Linked DNA regions of Mus musculus: regions 2, 3, 4 and 5 are each linked to region 1. The links are chromatin contacts, called in public Hi-C and promoter capture Hi-C maps. All regions are on one chromosome and are shown on one strand. The core of a region is the stretch at or near the end of the contact, and the rest is flanking DNA. Distances in the headings are between cores, read along the strand shown. Region 1 holds the start of Dnaja2 (DnaJ heat shock protein family (Hsp40) member A2). Region 2 holds the start of Brd7 (bromodomain containing 7). Region 3 holds the start of Adcy7 (adenylate cyclase 7). Region 4 holds the start of Tent4b (terminal nucleotidyltransferase 4B). Region 5 holds the start of Scoc (short coiled-coil protein).

Region 1 (5,599 bases), core at 1,496-3,995:
AGTTAGCTCCATGGAAACCAATTTAGGAGAGTTAGCATTGAGGATCAAGTAACGAGGAACACTGCCATGTAAATAATCGAAACAAACAACCATTCTTTTGACTTAAACTACTTCAAAGAATACCCACATTTGAAAATTTCAAACAGGCAACCTCAACAGCATGTGAAAAAAAAAATCTCAGGAAAAATCAACTATTCTTTAAGATCTTGGTTGTTTTGAGACAGGCTTCTATGTATCCCAGGTTGGCCTCAAACTAGCTATTCAGTTGAGTATTTATGACCTTGAAGCCTGATCCTCTTGCCCCTACCTCTCCAGTGTTGTAATTATAGGTAAAGACCACCCAATCTGGCTTACGTCCAGAATTTTGTGTCTGTGAGTTAAGCACTTTATCAACTGACCTGTATTTCTAGAGCACCCTTCCACCCTTTTAAGGCCTGAAGCAAAATACATCTAATTAATGTCACTTAATAAGAACACATTTTAAAGTAAGAACTTTGAAACAAAGGACAAAATATTCTGTAGTCACCCTCTAAGGAACACCGTTTGGAGAAGCATTTTTAAAGAGACTCACTTTAGTGGATGCATCATGTCCTCGCCTCTTCTTCTGCCATTTCGACTTCTACTCTGATTGCCCATAAAGCCAAACAATCCTCCACCAAAAATATGTGAGAAGATATCATCCATGCCACCGCCTCCGCCGCTGCCTTCCCGTAGGCCTTGTTCTCCATATCTGTCATACAGCTCTCGCTTCTCTGGATTTGACAATACTTCATATGCAAAACTTATTTCTTTAAACTATAAAGTAAAAGTAAAAAAATTGGATTTTTTAGTGTAAGGATGTGAGAAAGACTTCAGAAATTCAGAAGCCACTTAACTTCAATAAAAAGCCTTGAGTTTCAGTTGGTTTCCTTTTGGTCCTCTTCATCACCTACTGCTAAATATCTTAGAATTCTCGTTGTAAAACTATAGTCCTCTGACCGTTATCACCATCACTATTATATATGCATATGAGTGTGGGAGTATGTATGGGGGTCAGAGGACAACTTTCTATCCTTCCATTGTGGATTAAGCTCAGGTAGTCAGGCTTATATGGTAGCAAGACTTGGAACACAGAGCTATCTCAATAGCTATAATTTTTCTTATCTTTGAAGAATATTACAAGCAATAGGTTTTACTAAGGTCATTTTCAAGTAAATTAAAATAACAGCGAAAAATTCACTCTGTAGGCATAAATGGACTTTCCTTTCTGGGAGGGTGATATATTTTAAGTTTCAGTTTAAGAATAAAACTCAATGACTTACTTTGTCTCCAGCATTTGGATTCTTATCAGGGTGGTATTCTTTGGCTAACTTTCGGTATGCCTTCAAAAAAGATTTTGGATAAGAGTTATACACAGCAAACAATTTAAGATATTCACTTTTCTGAGAAGCAATGTTCTAAAGTTACAGCCTTCCAAAAAATGTCACTTATTATTTAACGTTTTCCACTTCAATAGTATTTACTAATAATATACCCAAAGTTACTGAAGAAAAATACAAATAAAACAACAAAGAAGATACTGAAACATTTTTTCTTTCTTTTTTTACAAACTATTATCAAATGTCTTTGATGGCCAGTAGCCAGACCAAGGAGACCACAATAACCAAACAAATTTTAGATTGAGTGACTACGTTTTACAGAAACTCAAGCACTACTACAAATTAAGCATAGGATACTTCTACCAAGTATCTCTCCCCATGCTGGCTGGCTCCTCTGCCTGCCCTCTAACAGGACACCCAGGAGGTCCTAAGTGATGTTTTACTCGCACACGGTCGGCTAACTGGGGTCTTAGGTGGTGGTGAAACTACATACTTTCAATTAAGCGATGTGGTTAAGCACCATGTAAGTCCTCACACAGACTCATGAATTATATAACACAGCCTACCATTTCCGGTAGGGTAACAGGAAGTCTTTTTCTTTGGACTTTACCAGTCCCAGTACTTACGGGACATTCTTATTTTTCTCAGTTTACAAATGCGGATTGGATCCCGACAGCCAGAGAAGATGCTGACTTTATTAATACCCCAAGTCCCGAGATGATTTGGAACTACTACAAAGGACAACAATAAGACGTGTCTTATTTTTAGGGAGTGCACGCTCAGGTGTTTGGCTGGGGCACACGACTCATCCCCGAAGCGGCCACGGGGTATTTAGATCTCCAGCCCACAGAACAATGCTTCCAAACAGACCCACGCCGCTCCAGCTGCCGGGCGAGCGAGGCTGAGGGAGGAGCCTGCTCAGCGCCGGGGGCTGCGGCCCTCAGCCCCACACCGGCGCCGGCGGTCAGCTCCTCCCCGGCCCGGCGGCGCGAGCACCGCGGTCCGACCTGTTTTTCCGGGTGGCCCCGGGCGCCGAGCTGGCGGGCCGCGTCTGCGCAGGGCCGGGCGGGCGGAGGCCCAAGGTCAGCCGAGCCGACTGCGCCCCCGCCGCCGCCGCGCCTCAGCCCGGCTCAGGCCGCCCAGACCGCGCAGGCCCCGCGCCCTCGCCCCGCCCGCCGGCCGGCTCGCTCCAGTACCTTCTTCAGCTCGTTCTCGCTAGCGCCGGGAGGGACGCCCAGGATGTCGTACAGCTTCGTGTCGGCCACGTTCGCCATGGCGGCCTGCCGGGCAGCACTCGCAAGCAGGCGGCGGAGCGGAAGGAGCGCGACCCGGACCACGAGCGGCGGCGGCGCAGGCCGAGGAGACGGCGCGGGGAGGCAGGCGGGGCTGAACTTTGACCCGGCGCAGCGCCATGACGTCGCCACAAGGCCCCGCCTCCGGGGCCGGGCGGGGCGGGGTTGGGCGGTGGGCGCCCGAGAGCGGCTGGTGGGGCCCTTTCCTGTCGCCGCTCCGTGACGCGCGAGCGACCGCGGAGTGGAGGGGAGCGGTGTGCGGCGTTCATAAAGAACTCTCGGTGCGGCTGAGGCCTGAGGGAAAGAAGCCGGCGTGGAATCCTCACGGGGTGGTCCCCCCGGGGCCACGGTGAAAAACAGCACGTGGGTGTGAGTGTGTGAGGTTCCCAAATAGCGAGTTACGCCCGTGATGTGATTTCATCAACACCTTCACTAACTCATTTCATCTCCTTAACTTCCCCCTCAGCACCTCTGCGTAGGGGAAACAATTTCATTCATAAATACTCAGATTTATACCTAGCAGACGAGGTTTTAAAGGCATAGCCATCCTGTCACATCGGAGGAAAGGACAAATCTTTTTTACACATTCCCAGTTGGTTTCGGGGCATCCAGATAAACCAAAGTCACCCTGTTCCACCGGGATCATGTGTTCAAGTGTCTCACTTGACAGCTTTAAAATTAGCTAACGCCAAAGGTTTGGTTGGCATAAGACAGTATGGCAGCGTGCCGGCACTTGGTGGCTGTCAGTCGAGTTTCGTTTTGCTTTAGCTTGAAAGATTTCTGTGCTTTACCACATTCCAGAATGTATAGCTTGCCTTCCAACTGGTTTTCCGATAGTAAAACACTTCTGGTCAGTTGAAAACCTGAACTGGGAAACAATTGCTCATTGGCCATAAGTCTGTCAGTGGAGGTGATACACCTTTCTTGTTATTCTTCTTGACCGAGTTTTGGAGGTCCTTCACTGCCGTGCTAAGACTTCTGAAATTTAACCTGAACGCTCAGAAGAGTCTCATGAGAAGTTAGATGCTCCTTCTGCTATTCAAAATGCCCCTTAACCTGTAGTGTTTTCCTTAATTCATAACCTGGTGAACCTTCCTGTCTTATTTGATGTTCGTTTTCCTGATAAGTATGATTTATGACATGAATGCTGTTCTCACATGTGAGTCAAAATTCTTTAATAGAATATAGCTTATCTATCTGGTTTCCAGGACTTATTTGGAGGTTTCTAGCAGGGGACCACAGCTATTTTATACCCTTTTGCCAAAGATTAGCCTCTCTTCTTGATCAAATACCCAGTTTCAGGAAGGGACATACAAAGAAGAAGAGGGAACACTCACCCACACACCCAGATCAGCCAAAATAACCCTGGGGCAGATGTTGAAGTCAGATCATCCTTCTTCTGACTTTGAATTTTACAAAGACCCCTAATCATTCAAGAGTGTAAGTCCTGAAATTAGATTGTATAAGCTGGGAGCTTGGCTCTGCCTTCTTTTAACAGTAAGCTTGGCTCTGCAATGTATTTTCTGAGGTTACTTCCTCAGTGCAAGATGCTATTTATTTTTAATGGTATTTATGGTCTGGGGATGAGGCTTAGCTGGTAGAATGCTTGAGTAGAATACACTAAGGCCCTGGGTTCAGCCTCTAGAAAAAAGAGAAGAAAAGATAGAAAAAAACAAAGGGGGAACTTTGATTCAACTACTCTAATTTTTTATTTAGGCTGCTCTTTGGCTTTGTAATAAATCAATGAATGAATTGGCTTTTTGAGGCCCTGATTCAATCCCCATAACTGCAGAAATGCATTGTGGCAGCTCACACCTGTAATCCCAGTGCCTGGGATGTGGAGACAGAATAGGAGTAAAAGCAATGGTGTGTTAGCTTTATTGTTGGCCTACTTACCTACAGGCTTTTTATACTACCTTTATTCATTGGATAGCTGGCTTCCCTGAACGTCCTCAGTTCCTCTCTTCTGGGATTAATGCTCCTCAGTAGCTTCGCATGGTCTTACATGTTTGATAATTAGTTCCATTTCTCTATCCCCTTTTCAGTCAGTTTCTGCTGCACAGGAAAGGAAGTACCCTGTGTAGTTACTTTTTGTATCTTGTTTCTGTCCATGAACTGTTGAAAAGAGCAGGATTCCCCTGTTGGTCTCACTTTCAGTTTAGTTTTTTTTTTTTTCTTTTTGTTTTCTTGTAAGGGGGAAAAAAATCTCCACTTGATTAAGTTTTAGCTTGTGATATCCTGGAAATTCCCTCAGCCCTGTTATTTTACTTATTACTTGCCTTTAAACTATTTTTGTATTTATTTATTTATAATATTTTGTTCATTTCTGAATTGTAATTGTAGTCAGCACTTAGCTAATTTTGTAGGGCCACAAGTTATTTCAGAATAGCTCTGTGCGTCATCTGACACATGTTGTCATTCCTGACATCATGAGCCTGAGTTAAGCCTGTGTCTGTGTGAGCATTGTGGCACCTCGGACATTTTCTGAGTTTTTGAGATACTTCATTTGTTTTAGCTCTGTTATGTAGCTAATGCCAGGATGGAGGAAACATCTGCATCTCATTTCATATCGAAGGATCATAAAATGCTGAGTCACAGTGCATCTGAGGTCTGTTCTCATTAGGCAAACAATTTAGTTTGAGGATAAAGTGGTTTCAGATTTCTTCCAAGCTTATACTGTTGTTCAGTTTCTTCATTTTTGATTCAGTATGTCTGATTGAGAGCTATTGGGTTGGGATAAAGGAGATTGATAGGGACTAGGGAAGGAGTGTATGAAATACATTATTATATTCTGTAGGCCATTCCTATTCACAGGTAATTAAATGGAGAAATGAGCAGCTGATTATTTCAGACAATCCTTTATGTGTCATTCAGGCTACTCAGAAAGTAGTTTTGCTTTCTGCCTTTAACTAGCACTTGATTTATTCTCTCTCTCTCTCTCTCTCTCTC
Region 2 (5,599 bases), core at 1,673-4,172, 2.8 Mb after region 1:
AGGACTGATGAGCTTCAAAACTAAAGGGCAGGGCTAGAGAGGTCCAGCAGCAATTAAGAGGACTGGCTGCTCTCCTAGAGGACCTGGGTTTGATTCACAGAGTGGCTCACAACTCCAGAACCATAGGATTTAAGGCCTTCTTTTCACTTCTAATGGGCACCAGGCATTCAGTGGCATACGGATGTACACACAGCAAAACACCCATCCACATTAAAAAATAAAATAAAGATTTGAAAGATAAGTCTCTCTAATGGGCAAAATTTAAATGTATGAACAAGTTGCTATAAAAATGTGGAGTAATAAGACACTGATGCTTTCTAGACCTGTGCTTCTCAACCTTCCAGTGACCCCAGCACAGTTCCTCATACTGTGCTGACCCCAGCCACTGAAATTATTTTGTTGCTACTTCGTAACTGTAACTTTGCTGTTACTGCTAGGTGACCTCTGTGAAAGGGTCACTCTACCCCAAAAGGGGTTGAGACCACAGGCTGGGGACCAGGTGGCTGGCTGGTCAGGAACCCCAGAGTTACTGACCTAAAGGTACAAAGTAGAGCCTGAGAACAGACTGCCAAGCAGTGACCACCAAAGCAACACCCACGTGACCTGGAAACTTTTAAGATGTACATTCTTGAGCTCAGAAGATAAAGTTGAGTTCTCTCCTAAACAACACAAAAAACTAAGACAGAGAATAAAAACATTAGAGGGAAGAAAGTGATCAGAGAGGTACTCCAGTCACTAAACACCTGAGTTGAAAGCACAGCATCTACTGTAAAGTGACGATGCAGGAGAGAGGCAATCCCAAAGTTCCAAGAAAGCAAATGCTGGTCACAGGCTAAATCAGGGCGCTGACCAGCAGCCAGAAAAGACATAAAGTCTGCTGAATTGGTGCCTACATTGGACAGCTTACAGCTGCCTGTAACTCCAGCTCTAAGGAATTTGACACCCCCTTCTGGGCTCCACAAGTACCTACATGCACTTAACCCCATGTCCTAAATTTTAAAATTCTGAGAGAAAATATCTTTCAATTTAAATTTCTGTTCTGACTCAAACTCTGTATCTGTATGAGAAGTCTACCCAAGGGCAAGGATTTTTAAATATGAAAAGCATACCAAAATCTACCTGTTCAAAGTTTTTCTTAGGCTTCTCAGCCAGCGATGGTGGCCCACATGCATAATCCCAGCAAAAGGAAAACCAGAATGACGGACATACACTGAGTTCTAGGCCAGCTGCATACCTGATGCCCAAATACCCACGAATATAATCAAGACAAGCCTTGTCGAACTCATAGGTAAAACAATTTACATGTTCACTTTCAAAACTCTCAGTTAAAACAAAGACTCATGCCTGTGTGCTTTTGTAATTTAGGAAATGAAAATATAAGCCAGCCTGACCCAAGACTGTGACTATTGCCATAGTCAAGCTAAAGGTCATAAAATTCTGGGCAAAAAAGAATAAATTTAAAACATTCCTCCCCCCCCCCCCAATAATTTAAGACATTTTAAAGAGACAATCTCTAAGGCTTGGCCACTCATCAATGACTGTATAAAGCAAAGAAAAACTCTAAAACTAAGCCTCAGAAAGGATGACTTTCAAAAAGTACTAACGCATTTTAGTAAGCACTTGAGGGCAGGCAGCTAACATTTTGGAAGGGCAGAATTCTAGGGCAATTCCAGATATGGGTGGACTCACCTTTGAGAAGAAAGTTAACCCGCACTATTCAACCTACCTGGCAAATCAAGACATTAGCTACTTACTCTTTTCTAGTTAATGAAAACGGTTGCTTATTTTGTATTAAGCAGCACAGGTTGGCCGCAGTCTCCTGCGCGCTGAGATCACAGGCACGTGCCATCACGCCGCGCCAGCTCCATTTGTCATTAAAATAACTTATTTCAGGAGAACACTTGGGACACCTGTAGATCGCCTTCACTTCTGAAGAACAGCTACGTTTGACAAACCTCCCAGGCTTTCCGGTGAGTGACTTCTCACCCTTCCAAGACAATTATAAAAAAAACAGCCTTTGAAGGAGTCACGGAAGACCAGGACTCGGCTGCTTACAGGATGTGTGGGGACAGCACGGGTGCTCGAGAGGACACTTGGGACAAGACTTGCTGAGCGCCCAGGTGACCCAGGCTTCTGGTCTGTCTCACTCCTCCACAAAGCCAGACTTCCCAGACGTCTGGGTGTCGCACTGGAACAGGCTAAGGAGGCTGGGAACTGGAGCCCGGGGCCATAAGCAACAAAGCCCCCTTTACCTTGACTCTTCTCCGTTTTCTCCCCTTCTCTTCCCCCGGAGCCTGCTTCTCGCCTTTCTTCCTCTTTTTCCGTTTTCTGTCCTTGTGTTTGTCATGGTCGCTTCTGTCTTCGAAGAGGCTGGAGTCGTGCCCGGAGCTGCCCGTGGAGAGCTCGGTGACCTCGCTCCCCCCGACTTTGAGGACCAGCTTCAGGGGCTTCTCCACGTACTCTGAAACAAGAGCAGGACGCGGGGCTGAGCCGGGGCCGGCCGAGGGCGGGCGCCCCACCTCCCAGCGCCCCACGAACCCCCGCCGGGACCGGCAGGCCCGAGTCGAACGCCGCCCCGCCGGGGGCGATCTCCGCGGGTCGGGGCCTTGCGGGCAGGGGACGGCGCGGCTCCGCAGGCAGGCCAGCCGCTCCTCACCCTCGTAGAAGTGGCGGTCCGACTTGTGCTTCTTGTGCTTCTTGCCCATGTCCGACCGGGCCCCAGAGCCCGCCCCCCGCGCCAGGCCCAGGCCGTGCGGCGCCGCTTCCGGTCCGGGCCAGGCGAGCGGAGGGCGGGAGCGGGGCCCGCGAGAGCCCGCGCCGCGAGGCAGGGGGACGGCACGCGCCCGGCGGCGCGAGGTCCCTCACGAGAAAAAAAAAAAACCACGCGCGGGACGCGACCGAAGCGCGACACCAGTGGCGAGAGGGCGAGAGGCCGGCAAACCAGCGGGAAAGAGAGGCCGCCGAGCGGACGGGATGCGGTCTGCGGCGCGTGGCGGCCCCTGGCGGCCGGAGGCGGCGCTGCAGCCTGTGGTGGAGGGCGGGGCTGCGGCTGGGGGGCGGGCTCAGAGGCGGGGCCTGTCTTGACTTTCTTTTTCCATCCCCGACGCTCTTCCCTGCTTTCCTGAATCCTTTTAACTTTCCTTGGCTTTTGTTTCTTGTCTTTAGCAATATTATTGAACTCCATCTGTACAGGATCGGGCAGACCCAAGAATATGGGTCCTGCCAAGCCTAACGATCTCCGTTCGCTCTCCAGGTTCCACATGAAGGAGAGAATCGACTCCTGAAAGTTGTCCTCTAATGTTTACATTTATATATATTCTTGCACAAATAAATAAATGCATACAGAAAAAAACCAAAACAAAACAAAAACAAAGGCTTGTTCATGATAGAATAAAGCCTCCAAGATGTTAACTAAATGAAACGCACCAAGTGTGCAGCAGTGTTGTTCAAAAGTGAGACCGGAAGTGAAGGTGTGGTCTGGATTCAAAGGCTGGAAACAGTACTGCTTACTTTATTTCAGGTGACCAGGACGGTATAGGGGTGGATTCTTTTACTTTTATGCTTTTCTTTGTGGTTTAAAAAACAATTTATATGCTAAAGTAACTGGAAAGAAAAGGAAGCTAAGGGTCTAGAAATTAGCTAGAACTTGCCTCCGAAAAGGTGGTGGGGTTGCAGCTATTGGCTCCCCAGGGAGGCACAGGCTGCCTGCTGTTTTGTCTGCTTCTCACCCCCATCAGTGCCGTTCCTGTTCTCTTATCTCTGGATGCCCAGCCCTTCTGGGCAGTGGCTCACTGACAATTTTGTCTACTGGCACTTACCCAGATGGGCCACGTTAAGATCTGCTTGTGCTGGGTGTGATGGTGCATGCATGCATGGCTGTGCTGGCCTATCCCGGCCCTCAGGTTGAGGCAGGAGGACTGAATCCCAGACTAGCCAGGGCTACATAGTAACATGCTATCTAAAAATAGAGCTCACTGTTGCATGTGCAGAGATGTCTAGGGAAATAAAGTGCACGCTCTCTCTCTCTCTCTCTGTGTGTGTGTGTGTGAGACAACTTTACAAAATAGCAAGAGCAGGTAATATTCATATTCCCATTTTATAGAGGAGGAAATGGATGCCCAAAGAAATAAGATAGGGGTCAGATGTAGAATCAGTATTCAAATCCAGGCTTGAACTGGAGTCACAATCCTTTTCATTAGTTAGTACACACAGTGCAAAGTGTCTTTACTGCACTTTTAGCCTTCTAGTGGCCTATACATTTTATAAAAATCTCATTTTTTCCTCAAGAAAGAATCTAACCGATCCTTTCTACTGTACTCAGAAGTGGACTTGAGAGTGGAGAGAAGATGCAGGAGTTAAGAACACTTGCTGCTCTTCCAGAAGACCTGGGTTCGGTTCCCAGTACTTACCCCCATCCACCAGCTCACAGCACCTGTAATTCCAATTTCAGGGTGTCTCCTGGCTCTTTAGGCACCTGTGTTCATTTAGTGCACATAGATCCATGCAGCCACACGCACACACATAAATTAAAACAACAACAACAACAAAAACCAACAACAAGTTGGACTCTTGGATGGCTTTTTCCTGGAAGGTTTGTTGTTTATCTTTGTGTGTGGTATGCTAGGTGTGTAAACCCCTGTAGGGAACCTCGAAGTCAGCTCAAGACACTCCAAGGCCAAATTCTCAGCACAAAGATTTACTTGCTTTAGAGGTACAAAGGTCAGGGACTGAGAGACAAAGACAGGAGATAGAGGACACGGAGAAGGGGACAGGAACAAGGGAGAGGAGTAAGGGGTATTTGCCCTTGACAAAGGACTGCCTCTGGATACAAAGGAGACAGACAGTGCTCTTAGGTAAAAGGAGAAAACTGTGTGTTAAGATGAGGTGTTTAATTTTGATTGTGCATGTTAATTAGGTGAGCCAAAGGGGGCTTTTGATGGCTGGACTTCAATACTTTGATAGCTGGACCTTGGTAGGCAATCTCAGGAGGAGGAATTAGCCAAACAAGGGAATAGACCTTGGTGGCTAGCTTTATATATTTAATCTAATGGTTTTGAGCAAGGTAGAGGGAATGGGGAGAAGGACAGGGCCTGTTAGAGCCATGCTTGCCACACTCGAGCTGGCCAGAGTCCCTTTACCGCCACATTTTAGGTAGTGCCGAGCTACCCCTAGACCTGTAGCTTAGCCTTGAATTCCAGTGTTGAGATGATAGGATGATATTTTAGGACCCTGCCATTTGCAAGTGATAGGAAACTGAATTTGAGCTGGGCATAAGGCTCTCATGTTTAATCCAGTACTTGGGAGGCAGGGGCAGGGGAAGGCAGAGGCAGAGGCAGAGGCAGAGGCAGAGGCAGAGGCAGAGGCAGAGGCAGAGGCAGAGGCAGAGGCAGAGGCAGAGGCAGAGGCAGAGGCAGAGGCAGAGGCAGAGGCAGAGGCAGAGGCAGAGGCAGAGGCAGAGGCAGAGGCAGAGGCAGAGGCAGAGGCAGAGGCAGAGGCAGAGGATCTTTGCGAGTTTGAGACCAGCTTGGCTTACAAAGAGTTCCAGGCCAGTCAGGGCTGTTGCCCTGTCTCGATAAACCAAGAGGAGGAGGAGGAAGTG
Region 3 (5,599 bases), core at 2,179-4,678, 2.7 Mb after region 1:
AGGCCTCTCTGGGAAGGAAGACAGAGGCCAGCTTGATGCTGTCTGAAGGACATGTGAACACCCTCACCCTCTTTGCCCACATGGTCAAAGCCATTCACTGCCCAGTTTACAGAAGAATCCGAGGATGGGGTGTGTGTACTCCTGGATCGAGTCTCCCCTCCTCCCATCCACTACCTAAGGGTAGTGGGCCACCATGCTGGAGGGTAGGGGTGGGGTCAGGACACCCAGTCCTTTCTGGTAAGGTACAGGGTCAAAGGAGAGAACTGTTGTGGACGTGTGGGGGCACTAACAGTGGTGAGCTTCCTTGAAGAGAGGTGCCTGCGCATAGTGTGACTGCTATCTTTGGACTCACTGTGAGATGGCTGGGTGACATGGGACTTTCCATATATATGCCTGACCATCTGATGTTGGTCCCTAGTGCTGGTGTTATAGCATAGGGTTCCCATTTGCCTTGGGTGGGAGATAGGCAATGAAGGTAGGCAGAGCCAGTGGGTAATTCTGGGACAGTCCATGTCCCTTGTTGGTCTCTTTTGTTCCTCCGGTTTCTCATCTGTAAGATGGAGCTGATGGCGCCCCGGAGGTAAATATGAGGTTCTGATACACACTCTGACGGTCAGCTTGTATAGCATCATCTTCCACTGTAGCTTGGGGGAGGGATGGTCCATGGGCTCTGCTCTTGTCCTTTGACCTTCTGCCCTGACGCCCTGGGGAGGGGAATGTGTGCCACAGCATTTCTGGCTAGCCACAGGCATCCGGCTCAACCCGCTGCTGCTCAGGGTTTCAGCATCGCGTCGTGGCTGGCCTTCACCAGTCTTGGTTCAGACCCACCCTGGCTGATGGGTCTGTTGTCCCTCGAGTCCTCTGCTAGGTGGACATGCTGGTGGGTTGAATGGGCAGCAGCCTGGTCACTGTTCTATTTCCCTAGCTGGCCTTCTTCAGGGATACTTAGAACAGAGCTTTCTTGCTGTCATCTGCTGTCTTTGCAGGATGTATGTAGTGTGGCCCCGGGTGTTGGTTTGGCCCAGGCCCTGTGCTCAGCACAGGATGGGGTGGCCAGCCTGGACCGAGTAGGAGGTTCACAGTATTGAGACTTCTAACAGTGTATGGTTAGTTTCTCCTCTGCAGAGGTCAGATGTGATCCCTGTCAGCCTCCCAGGTCTCCCTGTCTTCGTGTCCACTCTTAGCCAGCCCTCTGACTTGCTCACAGCACTGGCTTGGCACTCCCCTGCTGCTTGTCTGTGCAGTCTCTCTGCCCATCCATGCAGCCTCCATGCCGCACACACTACAGCACTTAACCTGGTTGGCATTCCTCTGAGGGGAGCCCTTTCAGGAGTCCTAGGCTCCACCAAGAGGGCAGCTCCATGTGTCTGCCTGTCTCTGTGGGCAACCTCCCGACATCTTTCTTATGCCCTCTCCTGTGTCCATCCCTGTCCCTCACCCCCACCCAGGGCTGGCCACTAAAAGGAATTCCCTGCCTCTTTGAAATCTCGGCTACTGTAGGCCATTTCTCAGCAGTGCTTTCTGAATCGCTAGGGCCACCTTCTTTGCTTTCTCCCTGGACATCAGCACCCAGCTGGTCCTTACAAAGTGGCCATGACAGAGGCCTGGCTCCTGGAAGGAAGGAGCTTATGCCCCCTTTACATAATGGCCGGCTGAGATCTGCGGAGCACAATTCTCTCTGAAGGGTCGGAAGGGTGCCAGTGATGGATGCTTCTAGAGCCTGGATTGTCATCTGGCCCTCAGTGCCCTATTGAGGCCCAGCTACCTACCTTGGAAGTGGCTTAGTCTCATGTCCTGGGGTCAGTTGACTTACGTCACTGATGACTTACATCAGCTCCCCAGGCTGAGCAGGGAGAAGCACAGGGCTCTGAAGCACAGGAGGGACAACCCAGGGCCACTGGGCTCTGCAGCGATCAGGCCAGCATGCATTTCCCCATGAGTGCTGTGGGATGGCACAGCCCTGACCACACGAGTATCTCTCCCTCAGCAAGGAGAATGTGGGCTCGGGACCCATCCGGTGGTCACGGGACCCATCCAGTGGACATGTCTGTCCCTCTCCTTTATTTATTTATTTATTTATTTATTTATTTATTTATTTATTTATTTATTTATTATTTAATTCACTTTACATCCTGATCACAGCCCACATCCTCTAGATCCAATCCCACCCTTACAAGTACCCCCCCATTGTCCCCCTCCCCTTCTCCTCAGAAAAGGGGAGCCCCCACTTGGGTACCACCATTTTCTAAGAATGTCACCTTGTCCTTTGGGCTTCAGTCTGTTCATTTCCATGGCAGGCTGGCCGGCCCTGCTATCAATCACAGGAGGCTGGGACAGGCAGCCCGCCCCTGCTCCCCACACCTATCTCCAGGACCCCATCTGGCTGGGAAGGAGGCTGGAGGTGATGCTCTCATGGGGCCCCAACTAATGGGAGGCAGCCTCTTTTGAAATACCAAATGCCCCAGGGAGATGCATGGGGATACCAAGGGGCTCTGGGGGGCAGAATGGGGCACGGCTGCATCCCTTTCCCTGCCAGGGGAGTCAGGGGGAAGAACTGCTTGGTGGTGGGCAGGGGTGGGCAGGCAGGAAGATGGATACCTCTGGGAAGAGCTTTCTGGTCCTTGTATGTCAAGGTTGCTTAGGCTGCAAACCTCATGCTTAGAGTAGGCTAGCATGACCCTTCGAGGTCATGGTGCTGCTGATGGTATGCTGCCTTTTGTATGAAGCCCCTAATAGTTAGGTACCACTACCAGTTCATTCTTTGTATCTGGAGGCTGAAGCCCAGAGAGGTTACTAAATGTGGCTAGGCCACACAGCACCTTCCAGGTGTCTGAGCTCAGAACTTGCACTCTGAACCTCTAGGCTCTCCTGTTTTTCCATTGTGAGCACAGGCGGCACCTTGTCCACCCTCCCATTTCCTTTCCTCATTTAGTAGTTGGTCACGTGGGTCCCCTGTCCCCACATGTGTTGCACAGGAACCCTGTGTTATTTTGCTTCTTGTGGCTTCAGCACCTTACCCTGGTGTAAGGCAGGAGTCCAGAGAGGAACTGGTGATGGGGCTGCGGTGGATCCCTTCGTTCTTTTAGCACTTGTAGACTTAGAGGGTGGCTTTATGGAGGTCAGATGGGATCCTCCACACTTGGGCCTGCCTACACTGCCCACTGGGTGCTGGCTCTATTGCAATGTGGCATAGGATCTGCACGCCTGCCCTGCAAGATGCTGAGCAGTGCTCAGCCTGTGAGGAGGTACCTTACACCCCCGCAGTAACAGGCTAGGGCAGCCCTGGGGAAGCCAGGTGGGAGGGACCAAGTGGTCTTCCTGGAGGAGTTGGCTAAGTGGATGTGCTATGAGGTGGGTGATGGGCAGCATTTTCAGGCCACTCAGACTCAATGATGAAAGGGCGGGGCTTATTTGGGGAAGCAAAATCAGTCAAAACCCACAGCCACCAGGAAGACCCAAGAAGTTGCCGAGAGAGTTTTGGGCTGGGGTAAGCGAGGGGTTTGGGGTTCTTGGTGTTCTGGCCAGGTACAAGGGTCCCTGGAAAATTGTCCTCAAGGGAGGCCAGGGTTTAAGGAGCAGGGCCTGCTGGGACAAAGGCTCCATGTGTGAACCTCTAGTGTCCAGTCTACAGCCTAAGCTCTGGAAGGCTGAAGTTTGGGGAGACCAAAGGAGGGTACCCATGCTTCACATAGCTATGGAAAGGGCCTCTGAGTCCAGGGCCGGTCTAACTTTGGAGGTGAGACAGTGGTTTAGGTGACACAGGGGTTGCTTTCCCTGAAGGCTTTTCCCTCTCAGGCCTGTCCCTCCCCCGTTACAGACAGGTCCTATTGACCTTATAGGGCTCTCAGGAAGCCTGGGAAGAGAGTCCTTCAGGACCTTGGGCTAGGGAGGCCTTTCTACAGCGAGTGCTTGCTGTGTGGGCTGTTGAGACTTCTGAGGTGGGTAGTAGCCTCAAGCTTGCTGTTGGGACAGAGGCCTTGCTGGACTCCCTAGGTGGCCTACTGGGTTCTGGTGGGGCAGGCTGCTCACTTCTACCTATCAGTCCTTTGCTGGAAAAGCAGGACAGCTCAGGAACCCTGGAGTGACCAGGCCAGGAGAGGGCGAGGAAATGCCTGGGCCGTTGGAGCTATGCAGAGGGAGGTGGAGCTGAACTGTTTTTTGAATTTTGTTCTCTGCCCAGTGTGGCCTGGAAACTGAGGCACATGGTCACACTCTGGCACTAGGAGTTATCTTCTTGCCTCCTTTCCCCAGGGAAGAAGATGTCTCTACCTGGAAGCTCCCAGGAGACAGCTGTGGAGCCCACGAGAGCCACAGGGCCTTGACCTCATCTCTTCCCACCATCCAAGAGGGCAAAGTCAGGTTGGTCCCTGTTAGGTCTCTCCACCCTGGTAGTGGGGCCCCTGACTGCCAGAAAGGGGGAGGTGTCACCATGGCTTGGGGAGACTTCCTGGGGGAGGAGTTCTAAGCTGGGTCTGGGAGACTCCAAAGCTAGCATTTCCTAAAGGAAGTTCATTATTGCAGTGCAGAGAGAGGCCCCTTAACCAGTAGCGGGTCTCCTGTAAGTCAGAGGTTCTCAACCTGTGGGTCACAACCTTTTTGGCAAGCCTCTACCTCTAAAAATATTTACATTATGATTCATAGCAGCAGCAGAATTACAGTTATGAAGTAGCAGTAAAAATAATTTTATGGTTGGGGGGTCACCATGACATGAGGAGCTGTATGTATTAAAGGGTCGCAGTGTTAGGAGGGTTGAGGCCCACAGCTGTTGAATGCTGACTTGTTCATATGTATTATAGGGGCTTTAAACGGGAGAGGAGAGACGACTCAGCACTCCTCGTGATAAGGCCCTGTGGATGTGTGGCTAGCTTGCTCTGTCCTGTGCGTCAAGGAATGCAGGTGCAAAGGTAAGAATGAGCCTGGGGTCTGGAGAGATGGCTCAGTGGTTAGGAACACTTGTTGGCTCTAGCAGAGGACCTGCATTTGGTTCCCAGCACCCACATGGTGGTTCACAACCATCTATAACTCCATTCTAGGAGATCTGACACCTGACCTATGAAGGCACCACATGCCATGGTACACATACATATATTCTCGGGCAAAACGCACACATAAAATAACATTAACTAGTTGGAGATAGAGAGATGGCTCAGGTGGTAAGGGGCACTGGCTGCTCTTCCAGAGGACCCAGATTCAATTCCCAGCAGCCACCTGGCATCTCACAACCATCTGTAGGTCAAGTTCTAGAATATCAGGTGCCCTTTCCTGGCCTCCTCAGGGGAGGCATACATATGGTGCATACTACATGAAGGCCAAATACCCATATGCATCGCGTAAAAAATAGATTTTAAAAATAAAGTAATAAATCAAATTGAGAGAGAGAGAGAGACAGCCAGAATGAGAGAGAATATATTAACCTGGACCTTGGAGTGAGGCAGGCCTGAGTTTGAATCTCAGCCATTCCAGGCAGCTTTGGACTGTAGGCTAGGATGACAGAGGTGTGTGCCAAGGTTAGCAGTGGCTTCTGGAAAGCCAACCTGTTTCCCACACTGGCGGCTCTGAGGAAGGCAGACCACTTTTTCTCCTTGCCATGTCCAGAGGC
Region 4 (5,599 bases), core at 1,306-3,805, 2.6 Mb after region 1:
TCAGAACCTGGTATATAATTGCCTCTTGACATATTTGTTGAATTAATTGAATGGATTGAGTTTGAATATTTACCTCTCTTTGCCTCCTCATTCAGGCAGTAAATTCACGGAAAGCTGCCAAATACCCTGGTTGATTAACTTCTCTAAGGTCACTTTAACTTAGCTCTGTGTGGAGGATAGATAGCTCAGGATCTGCTGACAGCTTGAAGGAGTGGCTAAGTTACAGGCAGGACTGGGCCGACTGGGCAGGGTTGGGCAGCCAGCATTCCTTGCTGCTGCATGATATCCCTGAGGGTGGTAGCTCACCCACATTTGATTTGATTTTATTTTTGTTTTTGATTTTTGGGTTTTTTTTTTTTGTTTGTTTGGGGGGGGACGGGACAACAGGGTTTCTCTGTATAGCCCTGGCTGTCCTGGAAATCACTCTGTAGACCAGGCTGGCTTTGAACTCAGAAATCTGCTTGTCTCTGCCTCCCAAATGCTGGGACTAAAGGCATGCGCTACCATGCCCGGCTTACATTTGAATTTATAAAGTACTTTTACAATTTTTTATTTTTATGTACATTAGAGTTTTGCTTGCATGTAAGTCTGTGTTGTGTGTCAGATCCCCTGGAACTGGACAGTTGTGAGTTGCCATGTGAGTGCCGGGATTTGAACTTGGGTCCCCTGGAAGAGCAGCCAGTACTCTTAGAGGCTTTAAAGGTTGAGCCATCTCCAGCTCCTATAAAGTGCTCTTGTATATCATCTTATTTGATCATTTTTGCTAGCCTCTAGTAGTTCTTCACATTTGCTGAAAGAAAAAAAAATAGCTCACATACAACAAATAACTTTTGTTAAGGTACTATTGTAATGGAAAAAAAATTAAATATACAAAAATGTAAAAAAATACCAATGGCAGTGACTTATAACATGACATTTGCAGAAAAGTGCAAAATAACTGAATGTCTTGTATTTTGACATGTATTGTACAGAGACTTGGGGAAGAAATGGAAACATTTAATAGTGTGTCTTCACTTTCATGTGTGTGTGTGTGTGTGTGTGTGTGTGTGTGTCCCCGTCCGGAAAAGGAGGGCTTGAGTCTCAAGTTGTTATGTAGCTATGGATGGCCATGAATCGGAGATTCTCCTTTCCTGCTGAGGGTCTGGCACCAACCTCAGGGCATTTCGTGTGCTAAGCAAGCACTCTAATAGAGTTACAATTAGCTCAGCCAGTGGTCATTGTATTCTTTTTTTTTTTTTCCCCCTAAGAAAAAACGTAGAGCAATGATTCATTCTGTGACAAACAGATTTTTAATCCTTTGCAAAATAAGTAAATAAACAAAACCAATCACCACCACCCCAAACTTTCCAGGATATTGAACTGGGCACAGAGCCAAAACTCAAGTGTCAGTCAGGGACTCGGTTCTGGAATTTGCAGCGAGCTTGAAGCATGCGCACAGTAAGTGTTCTAGTCTTCTGGATAATGTTAATTACTGACAACCACCCCCTGCCCCCTTTTTGGTTATTTTTCGCGCCAGAAGAAAGCTACACAAATGGGCATTCTATGAAAAACGATCATTAACCGCAACGGTAGTGTGATTTTAGGTTTAAAAGGCTTCGAGTATTCTTAGTTATGAAAGTTGAGGGGCTTTGAGCTCGTAAGTGCACCTTGGAACAGCCGCGCTGTGTGGCCCTCCAGCCGGGCAGCGGTGCCAGCACTCGCGACCCAGAGGCCGCTGAGACCGCTCCGGAACCGAGATGCGCGTGCAGCCGCGTGCTAACCCGGCCCTTGAGCGGAAGCCCGCCCTTCTCGTGCTCGCGCGGCGCGCGGCCAGGAGCCCCGGGGCCGCGCCGGGACCGAGGGGCGGAGCCGGCGGTCCGGAGCGGGGTGGGCGGCGCAAACCAGTCACTTTCCGCGGAGTCGGCAGCCGCCTCGTGTGCCTCGGCGGCGCTTGAGCGGCAACAGAGTCCTGCGGCGGCGCGCGCGTCCGAGGTGCCCGGAGGCCCAGGTACGTGCGACCCCAGCTAAGCTAGCGCGGGACGGTTGACCAGGCGGTTGCGGCCCCGCTGCCTGCAGCCTGCCGCGGCCTCTGTGACGCGCGGTGCGGCCTCGGGGAACCCGCGGACGGCTGGCAGCAGGGACGGGGCGGGGCGAGCGCGGCGGCGGGGCAGGCGGAGCGGAGCGAGGGGCGGAGCCGGCGGAGGCCCCGCCCCGGGGCCGAGCAGCACGGACGCTACGGAGCAGGCGCGTCCCGCTGCCGCCGCCGCTGCCGCCGCCGCCGCCGCTGCTGCTGCCGCCGCCGCCACCACCGCCGCCGCCGCTCGCCCTTCTCGGGATCCGCCGCCGCCATTTGCACGGGAACCCCGGTGACAGGGGCTCGGCGGAGGGGCGGAGGGAGGGGGGAGGGCCTGCGAGCCCCGAGGGCGGGAGCGACGCCGCCGGCGCCGGCCAGGCTCCCTGCGCTACCGCGCCGCCCGTGGCGGAACCCGGGTGGCAGCGGCGGCGGCGGCCGAGGGCGGGCGTGCGCCTGAGGCAGCGGCGGCGGCGGCGGCCCTGCGGGCGGCCGGGAGGGGCGGGGGCAGCGGCCGCCGCCGTTTGATGGATCCGAGGATCGCCTGGTTCCAGCCAGAGCAGCTCGGACCGTCCAATAGTCTGTGGATGCAGATCTGGGAGACGACCCAGGGGCTGAGGAACCTCTACTTCAACCACCACTGTCACAGCAGCGGCGCGAGCAGCGCGAGCGGCGGGAGCGGCAGCGGCCCCGGCAGCCCCGGCGGCACGGCCCCGGCCCCGGCCGGCATGTTCCGCTCGGGGGAGCGCCCACTGGGCGGCCTCGCCGTGCCCGCGGAGCAGCGGGACTTCCTGCCCCTGGAGACGACCAACAACAACAACAATCACCACCAGCCGGCGGCCTGGGCACGGCGGGCATCGGCGGGCCCCTCGGCGTCGCCGGTCCCATCGGCTCCCTCGTCCCCGCGACCGGCGGCCGCACTCCCCGCCTCCGAGTCTACCGACCCGGCCTCGGGCAGCAGCAACAAGAGGAAACGTGACAACAAGGCCAGCACCTACGGACTCAACTACAGCCTGCTGCAGCCCAGCGGAGGGCGCGCGGCCGGAGGCGGACGGGCGGACGGCGGCGGGGGCGTGTACAGCGGGACCCCGTGGAAGCGACGGAACTACAACCAGGGAGTCGTGGGGTGAGTGCTGGCGTCGTGGCCTGCGTCTTGGAGGGTCGGCACACCCGCACAGCGGGGAACACGCCCACAGGCGGGAGGGGGGGATGATGGGTGGGGGATGGGGAGCCCCAGTGGGGCCTCCAGAGCATCGGTGGCCATTCATTCCTTCATAGCTTGACCAGTCTCGGTGGACCTTTCTTTGGAATTCCTTTGGAAAAAGTGGAGCTATCCTCTCCTTTTCGTAGTCATCTCTACCTTCCTCCTCTCCTAACTGTCCACACCTTCCCGATGCATTCTTGCTTGTCCTTCTCCTGGATCTTTCTATGCTCTAGAATTCAGCCTGCCCTCTGATCCCTTTCTGTCCTCCACACCTTGCTCCCCACCACCACACCCCAAGATGAAGCCCCTTAGCATCGGGCTAGTTAACTTCCTGAGAACGTTTCTGCCTTAGCGTCTTTAGATGTTAGGACCAGGAGGTGCTCTTCTTGCCAAGAATAGAAACATCCAGAATGCTCCTTCCCCTCCCCCAGTCCACGACGAAAATCTCCTCAGCCCTGAAAGACACTGCCTGCTCTTGATCCTTTGGCCCATCTTTTATATTTACTTAAGGAAAAAAAAAAAAAAAGCCAGTGTTTGCCATGTCTGTCGTGAGCAGAAAGCACTGAGTGACAGCTAGCTTGAAGTTGTCATAGATGGTGAGCTTTTCTGAGCCCTGACAGAACTTTGCAGGAGTTCATGGTCGGCAGCTTCTCACTGTGAGGTTGTCACTGTGGCAGAGGTAGCAGTGGTTTTCATTTAGGGGTGCTGGTGTTAGTGTGTGAATGTTGCACCACCGGTGACTTTGTGTTTAAAGTTCAGCTCTTACAAAATGGAATCTTACCTGAGCCCTAGTGAATTATGTACATAAGCTGGGAATGTTTCCAGCCTGCTTTTCCTTTGGGAAGAGCCCCTGTGTTGGCTGGATTAGGTTACTGAGTCTTTTCTTCTCGTTCTTTTTTTTTCCCTTTTCATAAACTTATGCTTTTGGATTTTGGTGTAGTGTGTGTGTGAGAAGTGTAGAGTGTGGTTTGTGTAGCTCCAGTATGGAAAACCAGCTCTGAAGGTTTTTGAGGGCAGTTTCTCGTTTTCAGGTACTGATCTGTAGTTAGGCCTCAGGAAATCAATCAGTAATCCCGTGTGAACTTTCTTAGACTCACCCAGTCAGCTCTGCCCTGGTTTTGGCAAGGAGAGATAGTTGTGTGTACCTTTTTGAAGGTTTGGTAAAATGAGTTGGTGGGTTCCATCTGCTGTAGTGGGCTGGTGTCTGCTCAGTACACTACTATTACAACTCCCACCTTTTATGGAAAAATGCAGTCATGTGGTTCAGGAGTGATGCTGGGGAATGCCTCATAGCTGCCCTCGTTTTCCAGAGGAGATCCTTCCTGGCTCAGGCATTTTTGCCAGCTTCAAGGGCGCTCTCCATGGTCATCACCTTACATTAAAGATTTGTGGTTCCATCCTGTTAGCCTTCCCATGGCAAACATAAACCTGTGGTTTAGTGGCAACAACTTAATGCTGAGGGTTCTGGTGGTCTTGTCTTCCTCGAGTGAGCTCTGCTTAGGTAATCACTGTCAAATAATACCTGGAAGGTCCCTAGCTGCATTTCACTGATGCCTCTGGTCTGTTTCTAGAAAAGATATGCTATAAATCCAAAGTGCTGGCTGCCCCTTAATCCTGAAAAAGTTCCCACGCAGAAGCTTCGGATACTGCCTTGCCCTCAGAAGGATCAGGGAGGAATGTTCACTTCCCTGAGGGATTACTGCTTAAAAACTGATTGTAAACTTGCTAAGCGGCTTATCACTCCATCAGACTTGTATTCTTACCCTGAAGAAGACGGCAGCAGTTAGGAGTGGCCCTCCTAGTGTGAGAGATGCAGTGAATAGTTCCTAAGGTTTGTTAAGAGACTCTGGGTTTTCAGTGATTCCATTCCTTTCCGATCTTCGTGGTCCAGTTTCTTAGCTTTTAAGGGAGTTTAGTTATTAAAATTTTCATTTACTTATTGTGTGTGTGTGTATATGCATGTGTTCACATGCATGTGTGCACATATGTGCCAAAGTAAGCGAGTGGAAGTAACAGGACAGCATATTGGGAGTTGGCATTCTTCTTCAGGGTCTTGTAGATTGAACTCAGTTCACCAGTGCTTGATGGCAAACAGCTTTTTCTGATGAGCCATCTTGCCAGCCTAGTTTTGCTTTTTTTTGTTTTTGTTTTTGTTTTTGTTTTTGTTTTTGTTTTTAAGAGACAGGGTTTCTCTGTGTAGCCCTGGCTGTCCTGGAACTCACTGACTGGCCTTGAACTCAGAAATCTGCCTGCCTCTGCCTCCCCAAGAGCTGGGATTAAAGGTGTGCGCCACCACCGCCTGACAGTTTTGCTATTTTAGTTACAGGTATTTAAACAGTAGGACT
Region 5 (5,599 bases), core at 1,888-4,387, 2.1 Mb before region 1:
CAGGAGAGATATTGCTGGATCTTCCAGTAGTACTATGTCCAATTTTCTGAGGAACCACCAAACTGATTGGGAAAGGATCTTTACCAATCCTAAATCCGATAGGGGACTAATATCCAATATATACAAAGATCTCAAGAAGCTGGACTCTTGAAAAATCAAATAGCCCTATTAAAAATGGGGTACAGAGCTAAACAAAGAATTCTCAATTGAGGAATGCCGAATGGCTGAGAAGCACCTGAAAAAAATGTTCAACATCCTTAATCATCAGGGAAATGCAAATCAAAACAACCCTGATATTCCACTTCACTCCAGTCAGAATGGATAGGATCAAAAATTCAGGTGATAGCAGATGCTGGCAAGGATGTGAAGAAAGAGGAACACTCCTCCATTTCTGGTGGGATTGCAAGCTGGTACAACCACTCTGGAAATCAGTTTGGTGGTTCCTCAGAAAATTGGACATAGTACTACTGGAAGATCCAGCAATATCTCTCCTGGGCATATATCCAAAAGATGTTCCAACTGGTAATAAGGACACATGCTCCACTATGATCATAGCAGCCTTATTTATAATAGCCAGAAGCTGGAAAGAACCCAGATGTCCCTCAACAGAAGAATGGATACAGAAAATGTGGTACATTTACACAACGGAGTACTACTCAGTTATTAAAAACAATGAATTTATGAAATTCTTAGGTAAATGGATGGATCTGGAGGATATCATCCTGAGTGAGGTAATCTAATCTCACACACTGATAAATGGATATTAGCCCAGAAACTTAGAATACCCAAGATACAATTTGCAAAACACATGAAACTCACAAAGAAGGAAGACCATAGTGTGGGTACTTCATTCCTTTTTAGAATGGGGAACCAAATACCCAAGGAAGGAGTTACAGAGACAAAGTTCAGAGCAGAACCTGAAGGAACGACCATCCAGAGACTGCCCCATCCCATGTTTATGGGATCCATCCTATAAACAATCACCAAACCCAGACACTAGGCAGTTGCCAACAAGAACCTGCTGACAGAAGCCTGATATGGCTGTCTCCTGTGAGGCTCTGCCAGTGCCTGGCAAATACAGAAGTGGATGCTCATAGTCATGCTTTGGACTGAGCACAAGGTTCCCAATGAAGGAGCCAGAGAAATACCCAGAGAACTGAAGGAGACTGAAGCCCCATAGGAGGAACATCAATATGAACTAACCAGTAACCCCAAAGTTCCTTGGAACTAAACCACCAAAGAAAACACATGGGTAGAACTTGTGGCTCTAGCTATATACGTAGCAAAGGATGGCCTAGTCGGCCATCAATGGGAGGAGAGGCCCTTGGTCCTGTGAAGTTTCTATGACCCAGTATAGGGGAATGCCAGGACCAGGAATGGGAGTAGGTGGGTTAGGGAGCGATGGGGGAGGAGATCTTCGGAGGGAAAACTAGGAAAGGGGATAACATTTGAAATATAAAAAAAGAAAATATATAATTAAAAAAATCTCAGCCTCAGCATCCTCATCCATAAAATGGGCCTAATAACTGCATCTTATGGGTTTGTTCTGGGAATTTAATACATCCAGCTATGTGTTTGTGTACTTAGTAAGTATTCAACAGATGTTAACAGACCTTCTCATCTCTACTCTCTTGTTTTGACCACAGAAGAAACTTTAGAAAAATCATGTGGCCAAAGGCCTCATATTAGAACTCCTGGCCTAATCTGAGAGTGGCTTAATTCACATCACAGTAGTCCATCCAGAATCAAGGATATAGTCAATGTCCACTCTGCTTTTCCCATCATTCCACCTCGGCTGGCCTTAACATCTCAGATATGAGTTTGACATTTCCCTAATATCCTTTCAAACTCAACCACCAGACTTCTCTTGAACCTGCAATTAATGTTTTCCATCCATCATCCACTCACCAGCAATAGTTTTTTAAATTTAAAAGTCCAATGCACTACAGGAATGCACTGAACACTTTACATATATAGTTTTATCACAACAGAAAGAAAATGCAATTCACAGATGTGGATACTAAGCCTTATAAAGGCTAGAGGCCTTGCCTCATGTTTCATAGCCAAGATATTATTAAGGTCCTAAACTGAGTTTGAAAAACTCAACTCCTTTGGCGTTTCCACAAACAAAACAAATATAAAATTTCATCTGCATCCACTCCAGTGTGATGTTTCTAATCTGTTCATGTTCTGCTTTGACATTTTAGGGCTTTCAAAATCGATGGAAATCGAGGAACTACATCGTCAATAAGGATCAAACTTAAGTTAGATCCCCGGGGAGCTAGCTGCATCCAGTTTAATCATTGGAGCATACAGACACTAGGATTCCTACGCACAGCTTTGAGTCGCAGAAACGGATAACGGTTTGGGGACCTCTGTCCTTCTGGCTATTGCGACGTCTGTCTCTGGTGGTGTAACAGAAACCTTGGCTTTTCGGGAAACTATGATTTCTCCTTCCCAAACCTTACTCCTCAATATTTGTTCCGCAGGACGCCTGAGAAAAGCTGACAAAGAAACAAACCCAGGTTCTAGCAAAGACGTCCCACCCCAGACATGCACGGGCCACCACGCCTGCAAAGCAATCCTAGCACTCGAGAGGCTGAAGCAGAAGAATTGCGGCGAACTGGAAGGTAGCTCGGGCAGCAGAGCGTCTTCTCCTACTACCCGGTCCCATCGCACCCCCACGGCGTCCCGGTCCCGCACCGCCGGGCTCTTCCCACTGAGCCCGCGGCGTGGGGCCGGGAAGGTGGCTGCGCAGCGCTCGGCGGGATGTCGGGCCTCGCGGCGCCGCAATCCAGCACCCAGGCCGCCGCCCGGGTTCCCGTTCCATCCCGCCCCGCCCCACAGGGCCTCGGCGGTCTCCCAGGCCCAGCCCTCGCCGCCCCGAGCCGCCTCACCTTGCGTCTGAAGCGCCGGGAAGAGGCGGGATGGGTAGGAAGCCTCAGGCCGCGCGGCTCTCCGACCAACTGACAGCGTCAGCCCCGCCCTTCCCGCCCACGGAGCGTGCGCCGAGCGAGGAGGCGTCCTCCCACCAATCCTAACTGGAAATTGCACGCCTGCGCACTGGCTGCTGGACGCCTCGACAGGCCTGTGGCAGAGCACCGGGGTCCACCTTTGCCCTAACAAAAGGGCATTGACGACCAATCAGGATTTTTGGGCGTGTCCTAAAAAAGCAGCGACCAATCACGGCGCAGAAGAGAAGATGCGCCTAAGAAAGCGGTCCTCGCTGAGCATCTTTTGTCTCGCCAGGAACCTGGAAAGTGGGGTGGAAAGTCACTCTAGGTTAAAAAAAGAGAGACGGGGAGAGAGGGAGGGAAACAGAGACAGAATTTCTGGAAATTGCCGTGACCAGACTCTAGGAGAGAGATATTTCGTTCACATTCAAGAACAGAGTGAGCAGAACAGTGCAGCGCCCTCCCCCCTCGATTCTAAAAGCACGGTTTCCTTTTTCCCCACTTCTAAAATTAGATAACGCACAAAGCATATACCATTAATGGATGTTTCTCTTCGTACCCCATATTCAGGACAATTTTTAAACTTCCGTTCACCCGACCACGTCATGATTCCTTAGATCAGCAGTCTCCTGATCTCAGTCTCAGAAAACCCAAGGCTTAATTAAAATTGTGTTTCTTATTCAAGTGTACATGTACAATGCCAGACTTTGGGTTGCTAGGTGATTTTCGTGACACTTCATTATAACCTAACCTTTGAAACAAGTATCTTGCTGTTAGCGGTCAGTGACCACAGTATATTCTTACCTGCAAAGCATTCTTGCTTTGACTTTATCAAAACCTCTGAGCTGTAGAGGCCAGCTTACAAATACTTTCTTCTTGGCTTTTCTTTCTTATATAAGGTTCTATTTTTAATTGCATGAATATGTAGCGGTGTGTATGTACTTGCTTGTGCCTGTGCAAGGTGCCTGCAGATGCCAGAAGAGGGAATCAGACCCCTGGGATTGGGGTTACAGGTGGCTGTGAACCATTTGGTGAGGATGATGAGAACTCAACTCAGCTTCCCGTGAAAGAGCAATAAGTACTGTTAACTTCTGAGCCATTTCTACAACTCCCGGGTATCTTAAACCAATCAAGCAGGATTTGCTAACACGTGACCGTAATCCTTTATAAATAAAGTACCTACCATTTAGTGTTTGAGACGAAAGTATTAGGCTTGGACTACAATTCAGGATTTGAAGGAAGGAGAATATGGGAAGAGAGGGAAACCCCAGGTAACGCTAAGAGGAGTGCCAACAAAATAGAATGAATATGGGCAACATTCAAAGAAGGATGGGATTTTCCAAGATAGTGAAGAACACACTTTCTTTTCAAATGCACATGGGCCAGTCATAGAAATGGGCCTGAAAATTTGTTTTTGGTTTTAATTTTTTATTGTATGTATATTTTACTTGCATTTATTTCTCTGAAACACTTGGGTACCTGGTGCCTGAGGACGCCAGAAAAGAGTGTTGGATCTCCTGGAACTGGAGTTACAGACATTGTGAGCTGCCATGTATGTAGGCGCTGGAAATTGAACCTGGATCCTCTGGAAAAGCTGCCAGTGCTCTTAACTGCTGAACTATCTCTCCAACCCCTTCTTTTTTTTTTAATTATATGTATGTGTATATGTATGTATATGTGTGTGTGCATGTGTGCCAGTGTGCACATGAGTGATGAGCCCTCTGAACCCAAACAGGGTGTTATCTGATTCTCTGGAGCTGGAGTTACAAACTTTTGTGAGCCATGCAGCATTGGTGCTATGACCCAAACTTGTGTTCTCTACATAGGAACAGTTCTTGATCACCTCTCCAGCCCCCCAACTGATCTGTTGCCTGAAAAGAAACATCAATAAATTTAGAATAGCTTACACAGTTGGAATCATACAAATTATTTTCTCTGCCTACCTAGAAATTAAGTTTGAAATCAAGAAGAGATATTTTGAAATTCCTGAATAACTGGAAATTAAAATACATACTTCAAGCAAACTGTGAGTCATGGGGTCAGTCGTGGAAAAATATTTTAATTAGGTTTAAATATGAACATATCAAAAATATTTTAATTAATGTGAACATACCAACATATTTAATTAAGTTTAAATGTAAACATCAAAATGTGTGGATGCAGCTGAAGGAATGCTTAGGAACTTTTTTTTTTTACTATTACAGGCTTATTTGGGAAATCAAGGAAGCTTTCAAATAATAAATCTAAGTGTTCCCTTTAAGAAATTAGGAAAAGGCCAGGTGTGGTGGCGCACGCCTTTAATCTCAGCACTTGGGAGGCAGAGGCAGGCGGATTTCTAAGTTTGAGGCCAGCCTGGTCTACAGAGTGAGTTCTGTATATGTGTGTGTTCTGATGCTAAATTGAAGTCCCATCAAGCCAAGCATGTGCTTTAACACTGAATTAAAACAGTGGGTTGGGTTTTGTTTTTTGGGTTTTTTTAAATGGTAAAATTTACAATCAAGGAAAATTCGTCCAGAAAAAGAGAAGGAGACATTACAAATTACCAATATCAGTGATGAAAGCCTGTAGATGTCAAAGACTATAAAGCTACTACAGCAGCCTTGGAGCAGGATCTAGAACTTGGAGGAAACTGGTGATCCTTTGAA

What was found. Promoter capture Hi-C pulls out the DNA fragments that hold promoters and counts their contacts. Hi-C and Micro-C count contacts between places; a contact is called where the count stands out from the background. Capture Hi-C pulls out chosen DNA fragments and counts their contacts.
Region 2: a contact with region 1 is called in a promoter capture Hi-C map of adipose tissue, with 5 times the contacts expected there. The contact joins the promoter of Brd7 here to the promoter of Dnaja2 in region 1. A contact is called at or near these places in 1 of 39 promoter capture datasets (pre-B cells) and 2 of 9 other capture datasets (adipose tissue and liver).
Region 3: a contact with region 1 is called in a promoter capture Hi-C map of pre-B cells, with 2.8 times the contacts expected there. The contact joins the promoter of Adcy7 here to the promoter of Dnaja2 in region 1.
Region 4: a Hi-C map of B cells shows a contact between it and region 1, with 8 read pairs. The contact joins the promoter of Tent4b here to the promoter of Dnaja2 in region 1. A contact is called at or near these places in 4 of 39 promoter capture datasets (erythroid cells, hippocampal neurons, liver and 1 more), 2 of 484 Hi-C or Micro-C datasets (B cells and muscle stem cells), 1 of 115 datasets of contacts at active chromatin or transcription factors (astrocytes) and 1 of 9 other capture datasets (liver).
Region 5: a contact with region 1 is called in a promoter capture Hi-C map of adipose tissue, with 3 times the contacts expected there. The contact joins the promoter of Scoc here to the promoter of Dnaja2 in region 1. A contact is called at or near these places in 1 of 39 promoter capture datasets (pre-B cells), 1 of 484 Hi-C or Micro-C datasets (embryonic fibroblasts) and 1 of 9 other capture datasets (adipose tissue).

The regions. Positions count from the first base shown.
Region 1 is chr8:85,552,616-85,558,214 of GRCm38.p6, forward strand. It overlaps Dnaja2 (DnaJ heat shock protein family (Hsp40) member A2), which reads right to left and starts at 2,746. Exons shown (of 9, transcript NM_019794.5): 1 at 2,555-2,746; 2 at 1,302-1,361; 3 at 572-795. The coding sequence starts at 2,632.
Region 2 is chr8:88,359,250-88,364,848 of GRCm38.p6, forward strand. It overlaps Brd7 (bromodomain containing 7), which reads right to left and starts at 2,923. Exons shown (of 17, transcript NM_012047.3): 1 at 2,657-2,923; 2 at 2,253-2,461. The coding sequence starts at 2,705.
Region 3 is chr8:88,290,776-88,296,374 of GRCm38.p6, forward strand. Adcy7 (adenylate cyclase 7) reads left to right here and starts at 3,429. Exons shown (of 28, transcript NM_001037724.4): 1 at 3,429-3,487; 2 at 4,252-4,359; 3 at 4,797-4,904.
Region 4 is chr8:88,197,327-88,202,925 of GRCm38.p6, forward strand. Tent4b (terminal nucleotidyltransferase 4B) reads left to right here and starts at 2,556. Exons shown (of 12, transcript NM_001372333.1): 1 at 2,556-3,176. The coding sequence starts at 2,578.
Region 5 is chr8:83,439,525-83,445,123 of GRCm38.p6, forward strand. Scoc (short coiled-coil protein) reads right to left here and starts at 3,138. Exons shown (of 4, transcript NM_019708.4): 1 at 2,898-3,138.